Regions from separate parts of the Rattus norvegicus genome. Here region 2 is linked to region 1. A link is a contact called in public Hi-C data. All regions are on one chromosome and are shown on one strand. Each heading gives the region's core, a stretch centred on a gene start, on an enhancer-like site or on the middle of the called end of the contact. The rest is flanking DNA. Distances are from core to core; before and after follow the strand shown.

Evidence for each region. A called contact is a pair of places that touch in the nucleus more often than the background predicts.
Region 2: a Hi-C map of Schwann cells shows a contact between it and region 1, with 6 times the contacts expected there. The contact joins the promoter of Hint3 here to the enhancer-like site in region 1. A contact is called at or near these places in 10 of 12 Hi-C or Micro-C datasets (the A7r5 cell line, the Rat2 cell line, Schwann cells and 5 more).

The regions. Positions count from the first base shown.
Region 1 is chr1:28,746,356-28,750,944 of GRCr8, forward strand. All of the region lies in intron 3 of Ncoa7 (nuclear receptor coactivator 7), which reads left to right. Among named protein-coding and RNA genes, the nearest start is that of Ncoa7, 74 kb to the left of the region's middle. Within about 2 kb of position 2,811, at least 9 of the 93 cell types and tissues checked have an H3K27ac peak or open chromatin away from gene starts, as enhancers often do. A contact at or near this core is called in Schwann cells, where this site is marked.
Region 2 is chr1:28,852,805-28,857,393 of GRCr8, forward strand. Hint3 (histidine triad nucleotide binding protein 3) reads left to right here and starts at 2,056. Exons shown (of 5, transcript NM_001100825.1): 1 at 2,056-2,265. The coding sequence starts at 2,086.

The DNA of each region.
Region 1 (4,589 bases), core at 1,561-4,060:
AAAACTATAACACCCATAGCAACAACAAATTGTAATAACTTTTAAGCTAGATGTGGTTGTTAGGAACTTGTCTTAGTTAAAGCAGTTCCTGATACCAACAGTGGTCATCACAACTTTGAAGCCAACCTGGTCTACACGGGGAAATCAGGGTAGTCTGTTCTACGTGGGTAAAAAAGCCCAACCCTATCTCAAGAATAAACAAAAACTCCCACCTTCAAAAATTAGAATCTGTAATGATTTGTCAAAAACAATGATTTATGACATAACATTTTAGTAACAGCACAGCATATAGAGCAAGTACTCTGACCCTTTTTTTCCATCTTTATTAACTTGAGTATTTCTTATTTACATTTCGATTGTTATTCCCCTTCCCGGTTTCCGGGCCAACATCCCCCTAGCCCCTCCCCCTCCCCTTCTATATGGGTGTTCCCCTCCCCATCCTCCCCCCATTACTGCCCTCCCCCCAACAATCACGTTCACTGGGGTTCAGTCTTGGCAGGACCAAGGGCTTCCCTTTCCACTGGTGCCCTTACTAGGCTATTCATTGCCACCTATGAGGTTGGAGCCCAGCTGATCCTAGCTCTTATTGTGTGTGTTATATGATATAAAAAGATAGCTGTGAACCAACATACTCCACTCAGCCTTGGACATTTTTCATCTAGCAGTGTGTCTGCCATGTTTGTGCTTTGTGCTAATGAACCACTTTCCCTGTAGGAGAAATATGTTTTTTCTCTTTTTGTTGTTTTTATGAGTGAGTGTGTGTTTGTGTGTGTATGTGTGTAATGTGCTTGCCTGTGCTGTGTGTGTGTGTGTGTGTAGATGTACTTGCCTGTTCTGTGTGTGTGTGTGTGTGTGTGTGTGTGTGTGTGTGTGTGTGTATGGGTGTGTGTAGATGTGCTTGCTAGGGATCAGATGTTGACTTCAGAACCTTCTTCTATTGCTCTCTCCTTCATTGCTGAGACCAGGTCTCACTGAGCCTCAATTCACTCTCTGGACTGGCTGGCCTGCTAGCTCCAGAAATCCTCCTGTCTCTGCCTCACAGCCCTGGACTTCAGGAGACCATCACTATGTTCAGCTTTTTACATGGGTTTGGGGAATCAAAACTCAGGCCCCCAATTGTTCAGCAGGCACTTTGCCTGCCAAGCCAGGTTTATTTCTCTTCCTTAGCGGTTTTATACATAGGTCCATAAAGGTACCGATAGCAGTGATCGCAGTGTTTGGAGGAGACAAGGCCTAGCATGTGTCAGCTGGAAACAACCACTGAACACAAAACCTCGCCTGTAAAGTACGTTCACAGTGTTTCAGAATTTCTTAGACTAGCTATTGCTGCAAATGCACAGGGAATGATGGCTCGTCTAGCTGTTCCCGTTTCATGCTGACCATTCTGTCATATGCAGATCTGAGTATAGTTCAAAGAGGGGGCAAAGAGAGAGGGTATTAAGAGTCAGAAATGTGAGAAGCCATGGCAGGACAACAATGGAGGCAGACGTTAAGATTCCACTCTGTGTATTTACAGATTGTTATGAATGTTCTTAAGGGATGGATGGTACCGGGCTTTGTATGTTTAGGTGGGCAACTATATCTTATCAATTGGGGAAAAAAAAGAGTAAGAAATGTGGCTTGGTATGGCTAGGCAAAGAGAAGACGATGAAGCAGTGTTCAGAGAGCATCCTGCAGCTAAAGTGGTGGGACAGTGCTTGTCAAGGTCATGCTGCACTGCACTGAGGTGGCAGTAAGAGCTGCCTCGTGCATTGCTCTGACAGATGGATGAAGAATCTGCCCTCAGCCATGACCATGGGGCTGCTAACACTGCAGAGGGCAAGTTACTTTCTCTTCTGAGACTTCCTTCCTGTCTCTGTCCAGGCCAAGCCAGATCTCCAGCATTTTCATAGATGTATCCATTCTCTGGCTGCAGGCTGGGATAATGAGACCCTAGTGTCTCCACCTTGACAGGCGCTCTTTGTGCGTGTCTGTGTATTTGATAGACATACTTGTGTCCATTTGTGTGAGTGGAGGCCAATCTTGGGTACTGTTCATCACCACCCACCTTGTATTTTGAGCATGCTCTCTCATTGGCCCATAACTCAACTGATAGACTAGCCTTGCAGCCTCAAAGTTCTACCTATCTCTGCCTCCTGGTGCTGAGATTACAGAAATGGGCCACCGTACCAGACTTGTGTGTGAATGTGTGGAGGGGTGGGGAGATTTCGAGAATCTCACTATGTAGATCAGACTGGCCTCAAACTCACAGATCCATTGGCCTTTGCCTCCTGAGTGCTGGGAATAAAGGTGTGACCCACCATCTCCGGGCCAGACCTTTTCTGGATATTGGTACTGGAGATTGGAGCGCAGGTCTTCACACATACAAGGCAAGCACTTTACTCAGTTACCTCCCTGTCTCGACAGATGAATTTTAAATGTGCCTTCTGTAGAAGACTGAGCATATAGATGAATGAATACTCGTGCATTCTTTGGCTTCATTTCCGGACAGTTCCACAGGATGCTTTAGCAGTGTAGTCATTTAGTTGAAATTGCTATGTGGTTTTCCTTGTTAATAGTAAGTAGAGATGCCATTGTGTCATCCCTCAAGAATGACAGTGATGACCGCTGCTGGCTTGGAGACTTGGGGGAATTTCATCAGGAGAATCTACTGCTGGGATCAAACCTCTGGGTGGGGCACTAAATTTCAGGCTTCATTTGCTCCAACCACATTTAGCCATAATTGACAAATGCCTCACTGTTGCCTTTCAGAGTCCCATACCAGGATGTCTGTCTAGACCACTAGGGGGAGCATCAGACCTTGAGCCAAGAGTCATTCCTGTGCCTCTTTCTGTGTTGCATCTCTGTGGCAGGACAGTAAGGAGACTTGACAGAGGGAGGATCTTGTCTGCTAAGGATTTAGATTTGCCTGGTAAAACTCAAAGAGGGTTGGGGGAAGCGCCATTATTTCCAGGATCTGAATCTGAATTGATGAAGGCAGGCTGTGCCGATCAGAGACAAGCCCTTAGGGAAATGAAGTTCTGAAGAGAGATTCTGCTCACAGTAGGCTAATTAGTATAGTGTATGGAGAAGAAAAGGAGCAGTCAGTATATGACAAATTTGAAACCTTAAGAATGAGGAAGGAAGGCGATGGGCTTTGTGTTTAGAGATGTGATTTCATTTCTCTCAAGGGGCTTAGAGGTGCCTGCTTATTGGTCTCTACAGATGTGAGGTGAAATCTATGTGTAAAAGTAGTGATCCCAGGAACAGAGGCAAAAATGAGCTAGTGGTGCTAAATGACAACATGAACTCAGGAGTGCATAATGGAAAAGGCATAGGTGAGAGCTGTCCTATCTGGGTACAGAAAGTACAAAGCTGTCTGTCTGTCTTTCTTTCTTCCTTTCATTCTTTTCTTCCTTTCTTTTTTTTGGTTCTTTTTTTCGGAGCTGGGGACCTTCCTAGGTAAGCGCTCTACCACTGAGCTAAATCCCCAGCCCCCCTCAGACTCACAGATCTACCTCCCTCTGCCTCCTTGGGCCATGATGCCTTGCAGGATTGTTTCCTTCATTTGTTGAATTTTATGCATTACAGGACTCTTTCAAATATTAGCATACAGGAAAAAAACAGAACTTAATAGGATGACAAAGCAAAAGCAAAGGCCTTGCCAAAAGGATATTATTTATGCAAATATAGTTTGTTGAAAGCAGTGACTTTCACTGGTTGCCCATTCTGCATATGCCAAGTAATTTACCTGAACTAAAAAGGATATTTTGACAAAATGTTCTTGATTTTTTCAAATAGATCTATCTGTGACTCACTGAAGTGTCGGGCAATACACTACTCTCTCATTACCCTGTGATAGCACATTAATGAAGACTATTATGGAGAGGCTTAGTCACTAGAATTGCCTCATTATAAAACATGGTCCTGATTCTGTAAATGTTCTATTCTGTTTGTGAGAAGAAAGTAGGAAAGGAAGTAATCACATTACATCATGTGCATCAGATAATCTGAGACATTACCTAGCACAGCACCCAGTCGGTAAAAAGCAGAATGTTTCCAGAACAAGTGAATTGAAGCTTTTCGTGTTTGCATGTATATTTGCTAATAAATAGGACACTTTTCATTTACTCTATTTGTATGGCATAAACTGTTAAGAAGTTGTGTAGGGGGATGGAGGGATGCCTCAGAGCTTAAGAACATTTGCTAAACTTACAGCGGACCCAAGTTCAATTCCCAGTACCTTCATGAAACTTCATGACAATCTATAACTCTATTCCAGAGGATTCACTACCCTTTTTTGACCTCCTCAGGTACTGCATGCTTGTGGTGCACAGACATGCATGCAGCCAAACACTCATATATAACATAAAAATAAATATTTTTTTAAAAAGAAATTGTTTGGTAATTCTGGGGTCTTACTGTGCTTTTAAAATTAGCTATTACTATGTTTTTAGAAAAATTGTTTAAAGACAGAGTCTCCCTGTGTGGCTCTGGCTGGCCTAGAACTCACTGTGGAGAAAAAGCTGACCTTGAACTCAGAGAAATCATTCTTCTTTTGCCTCTCTGCCACTTCCATGGCAGGTCAAAGACATGTGCGACCATGCCAA
Region 2 (4,589 bases), core at 806-3,305, 110 kb after region 1:
ATGCATAGGGTTACATATATGTAACATGTTGCTATTTAATTTAAAGTATGTGGAAAGGGACATGTAATAGAAAAAACCCAGCAAGAGAAAGAGGAAGGAAGGGGTTAGACAGTCAGAGTTGGCCTTATTGAGGAAGAAACGTACCGGCAAGGAAGCGAGAACTGAAAAACTTTTGCCTTATCACCACTATGTACAAACCCCTAAGCCAAGGCAACGTCCATATGGCAGTATTCAGACAGGGCTCCAAATGCCTAACTCACAATGTCAGGCTCTGGGTTTTGTTATAGCCACCCTCCTCTGCTGACCTTCACCCTCACAGCCTTTACTGAAAAGCACTTCTGCTTGTGACTGTGCCACTCTCATAACTCAAAAGTGTATTCCCCTGGGATCTGAAAGTCATTCTTTTAGTCATCAGACAGCTGTGAAATGTCTACTTAGACCTTTCCACTGTGATAGCACCAAGAAACTCCTGCTCTTACCAAAGCCAAAGACAATTCAAAGGCTTTCAATGTCAAGCAAGCAGTTCTGAAAGGCACCTACAGTTACAGAAGGATCTTCACATCACCTACCTCCCCTTGGCCCAAGAGGCAGCCCGAGTACACAAGTACATACATGGAGAAAGACAAACATATACTACACACACACACACACACACACACACACACACACACACAGACACACACCATAAAAAAGGCAGAGTGATATGAAAGTGTAAGAACAGACATAGAAAATGATATTTAAATGTGTGAGGTCACACATTTTCTGCTTCTGAGGATCTGAGAAGCTACTGTAGTGATTGCCAAATATGCGGTTAACTACACAGGAAATTAAATGTGTCTTCAATTTGCGTGTACTTTTACCTAACATGTTGCTGTTTTGGATTACAACACAATTCATTTAAAAGCATTACCAAATTTAAAGTCATACTAAGTAATTGCAATTATGAAATCGACAAGCGCCAATGTCATAACTATTGTTGTCAATCATTTCAAGTAAACTTCAGCATCAGGAAAGAGGCAGGGTCAGCACAGTACCAGGAGGTTTGACACAGGAAGATTTCCAGGTGAGGTGGGAATCAGCAAGAATTTATCTCAAAACAAAACAGTGCATTTAAAAATATTTGTTCTACGGATAAACATAGAACATAAATAGACACTTATTTAAACTTTGCTATTGTTTGGGTAAGGGGTAAGATAGAAGTCTGAATCTGTTTCTTTCTGTAGAGCTGTAATAAAATAATTAAACTTGGGAAGTTTCACAGTTAGAGAAGCATAGGGAATGCTCAGTACTGGTGCTCAGCAAAGGCCGTGTATTGTCAAAAGGTGAGCTCACAATCATACTTAAGAACTGATATTTTTCTGGCATGATTGTTCCCAAAGGGTTTCTCTCTCTTTCCTGAATAGCAGGAAATACAAGAGAAAATTGTTACAATGAACCCGGTGAGACACAGGGAAGAGCTGGGAGGTAATTTCTCAACTATTGCCTTTTCTCGGTATATGACATGTGACATAGGAGAGATCCTTATTCTGATTTGCATTGCACTATAAACAAAAGCAAACATGTCAAGTACAGTTTGGCTGGGTTTTTTTTTTGTTTGTTTGTTTTTTGTTTTTTGTTTTCAGATCCTAAAATTATTGTGACTGAACAAGTACACAGAAAACAAGGAAAATTCACTTTGCCAAACAAGGCTCTCTATACATTTTACTCATCCTCTTATACCCTTAAAAAATCGAACTTCTATACTTTTTTTTTCTTTTATAACTAGAGCGTGATACACTATATAGAGAAGTGGAAACAACATCCTTTGCACTTTAGACTAAGGTTATTGGCAACTCCCAAGCCCCTGGTTAGGTTCTTGAAACTGAGCTGTTTGCGTCATCACGGAGCGACGGGCGGGGTCAGGGCAAGCCTTACCGCGCCCTCCTCGCCCACTGACAGTCTCCCCTTCCCAGTGTCTGTCCCTGCGCGTGCGCAGACTTCGCATTGCTAGGAGGGCGGAGCAAGGCGGCGGCTCCGGGTGCCACGGGTGCGCACGCGCCAGGCCTTGAGCAGCTCAGCTGATCCTCAGGTCGCCTCTCGGCCGCCATGGCTGAAAAGCAAGCGGGCTTAGCTGGAGAGCCGAATCCCGACTGTACGGTCACTGCCAAAGCAGGACCTGAGGTGTCCTCGCCTGGGACCTCGGAGTCCAGGGACTATGACAGTAACTGCGTGTTCTGCCGCGTCGCGGCGGGTCAGGAACCCGAAACTGAACTCTTATACTGTGAGGTGGGCGGCGACAGGCCGGGGTGGGTGGGAGCCCGACCTCCAATCCAGGCTCGCAGGCTTCTGTCTCTGCACCGACCTGCTAAACCTACCGTGTAATTGACTTCTTTCAGGGACCCAGAGGTCCTCCAGAGGTGCCTTTGCTGCTCAGTAGGGAGAGATAGTAGTAATGGAGCCAGGCACACTCGCCTCCCTCTGCATGCATTTGCAACACAGCAGCATCCTGTGTCCTTGTTTTTATTATAAGGAGTCTTCCTCTTCTCTAGATAGTAAGTTATGTACATTTCCAGTATCCTTAGAGAGCGTACAACTAGCAGAAAACAGGTCATGGGCGTGGTGACGAAGAGTGAATTTGACTGAAAATAGGCGAAATGGAGTTTCATGACTGGGTCTGAAGTCGAACTGATAACTAACAGTTCATAGCTTGTAAGTGGCTACACACCACTGGGAAAAATATCTCTTATCAACCGCGAGGGCTTCATGAACGCCTCCCCTTTTCGTTACAAGATCTGGACAGGATTCAAACCTATGCAGATCACTTGTAGTTAATCATACTTGCTGCGAGTTCAAGAGTGCAACAGCCATGACATACCTGGAAATTCCAGAAAACTTTCCCTTTCCCCTGGCTCAAACATATTTTGCATCTCATCATCCCTCATAGAGAGTTAATCTTTTGAGAGAGATTTATCATTTTGCATTTAAAACTCTCATTACACATATATTCGTTGTAAACGAATGATTGGACTTATATAAGGTGTTGGTATACTATATATATATACATATATATATATATATATATATATATATATATATGGTGTTGGTAATTATACAAATAATGGCAGAAGAAATTGTTTGATTTGGAATAATCAGGGTTACCAACATCATGAAGAATTTGTTTGCAAGACTTTCCAACAAAAGTCAGAGATGATTCTTTGCCTCAGAGATCTCTGTATGGTTTTCTTACTGTATTTTTCAGAATTCATTTAAGCAAAGGACATACCACATATTCTTAGTAGGGGGCTTACCAGTACCAAGGGCAGTGTTTTACTCTTTGTGTATGAGTCACAAAGATATATATATACATATATATATATATATACATATATATATATATATATATATTACCATGCCTGGTATTCATATCTCATGGTATTGATATGAATTATTATTAAGGGTCTCCTAGAAATAGCCCAGTGGTAGTGGTACATGCCTTTAATTCCAGCATTCAGAAGGCAAAGGCAGGAAGATCGCTATGTTGGAGGCCAACCTGCCCTATACAGTGAGTTCCTAGACAGCCAAGGCTACAGAGAAATCTCTTGAAAAGCCAACCAACAAAACAAAGAAACAACCCAAGCAAACAAAGGAGAGAAAGAAAGTGGGCTCTTAGAAATGAAAAATGAAAAAATGTTTGAGAAACCATAGAAATGTTGCCATGCCAGAGCCCATACTTAGTAATATTAGCTGATTTAACTGCTCTTTTGCTAATTAAAATTGCTAACACCTTAGATACCATGCTACGCAGATGTTCTTTCAAATGTACTTGCTTGGTTTAGATATGAAGGGACAGTTCCTGGGAAGAAATTGTAGCTGCGTAGAAAATACTTGAGAATTATTTGTTAGGAAAATGTTGGAAGAAGAATAGAAGCAGGTCCTGGAGTAGTCTGGGAAAGTTGCAGCTAGAACAGCATGGGAGAGCGTTACACAGCCTCTTCTGCTTTGTGCTTTGGAAGACTCTGTCCCAGACCAATACTCCACAGCTGTGCAGTGATCCTTTAATAGGCATTCGGTACTCGATCGCTTGGTTTTCCCAACACTGTCACTGAGTTAGGGACAGTTGGCTTCTTTGCAGCATTTTGCCCTGGGAAGTCTTACTATAAAGGACAGCTGTAGCCTGGCAGTCGTGGCACACACCTTTAATCCCAGCACTTGGGGGACAGGGACAGGCAGATCTCTGAGTCTGAGGCCAGCCTGGTCTACAAAGGAAAACCAAAAAGGAAAAGAAAAAAAGAGAAACCGTGGCTCGGTGGCAGAACTTGCTAGGCTTCGTAAGCATGTTAGGCCCTGGGTTTGGTCACCAGCGCAACAACAACAACAACAAGCATATATGGACACACACAGATAATTTTGTATTTTTGGCAATATGTCTTTCTGATTGGATTTGTTTTTTAATAGTGGTTGGTTCAGTAGTACAATAGAGGACAGTAAAATCACAGAACCGAGTTCAGTATCTTAACAGCTTAGTGGAAATGCAGTTAACAGGTAACTAAAATACCCAGTTTCTTTGCCTCTAAATGTAAAACAGTGTATCTATCGTGTTGGTTTGTGTA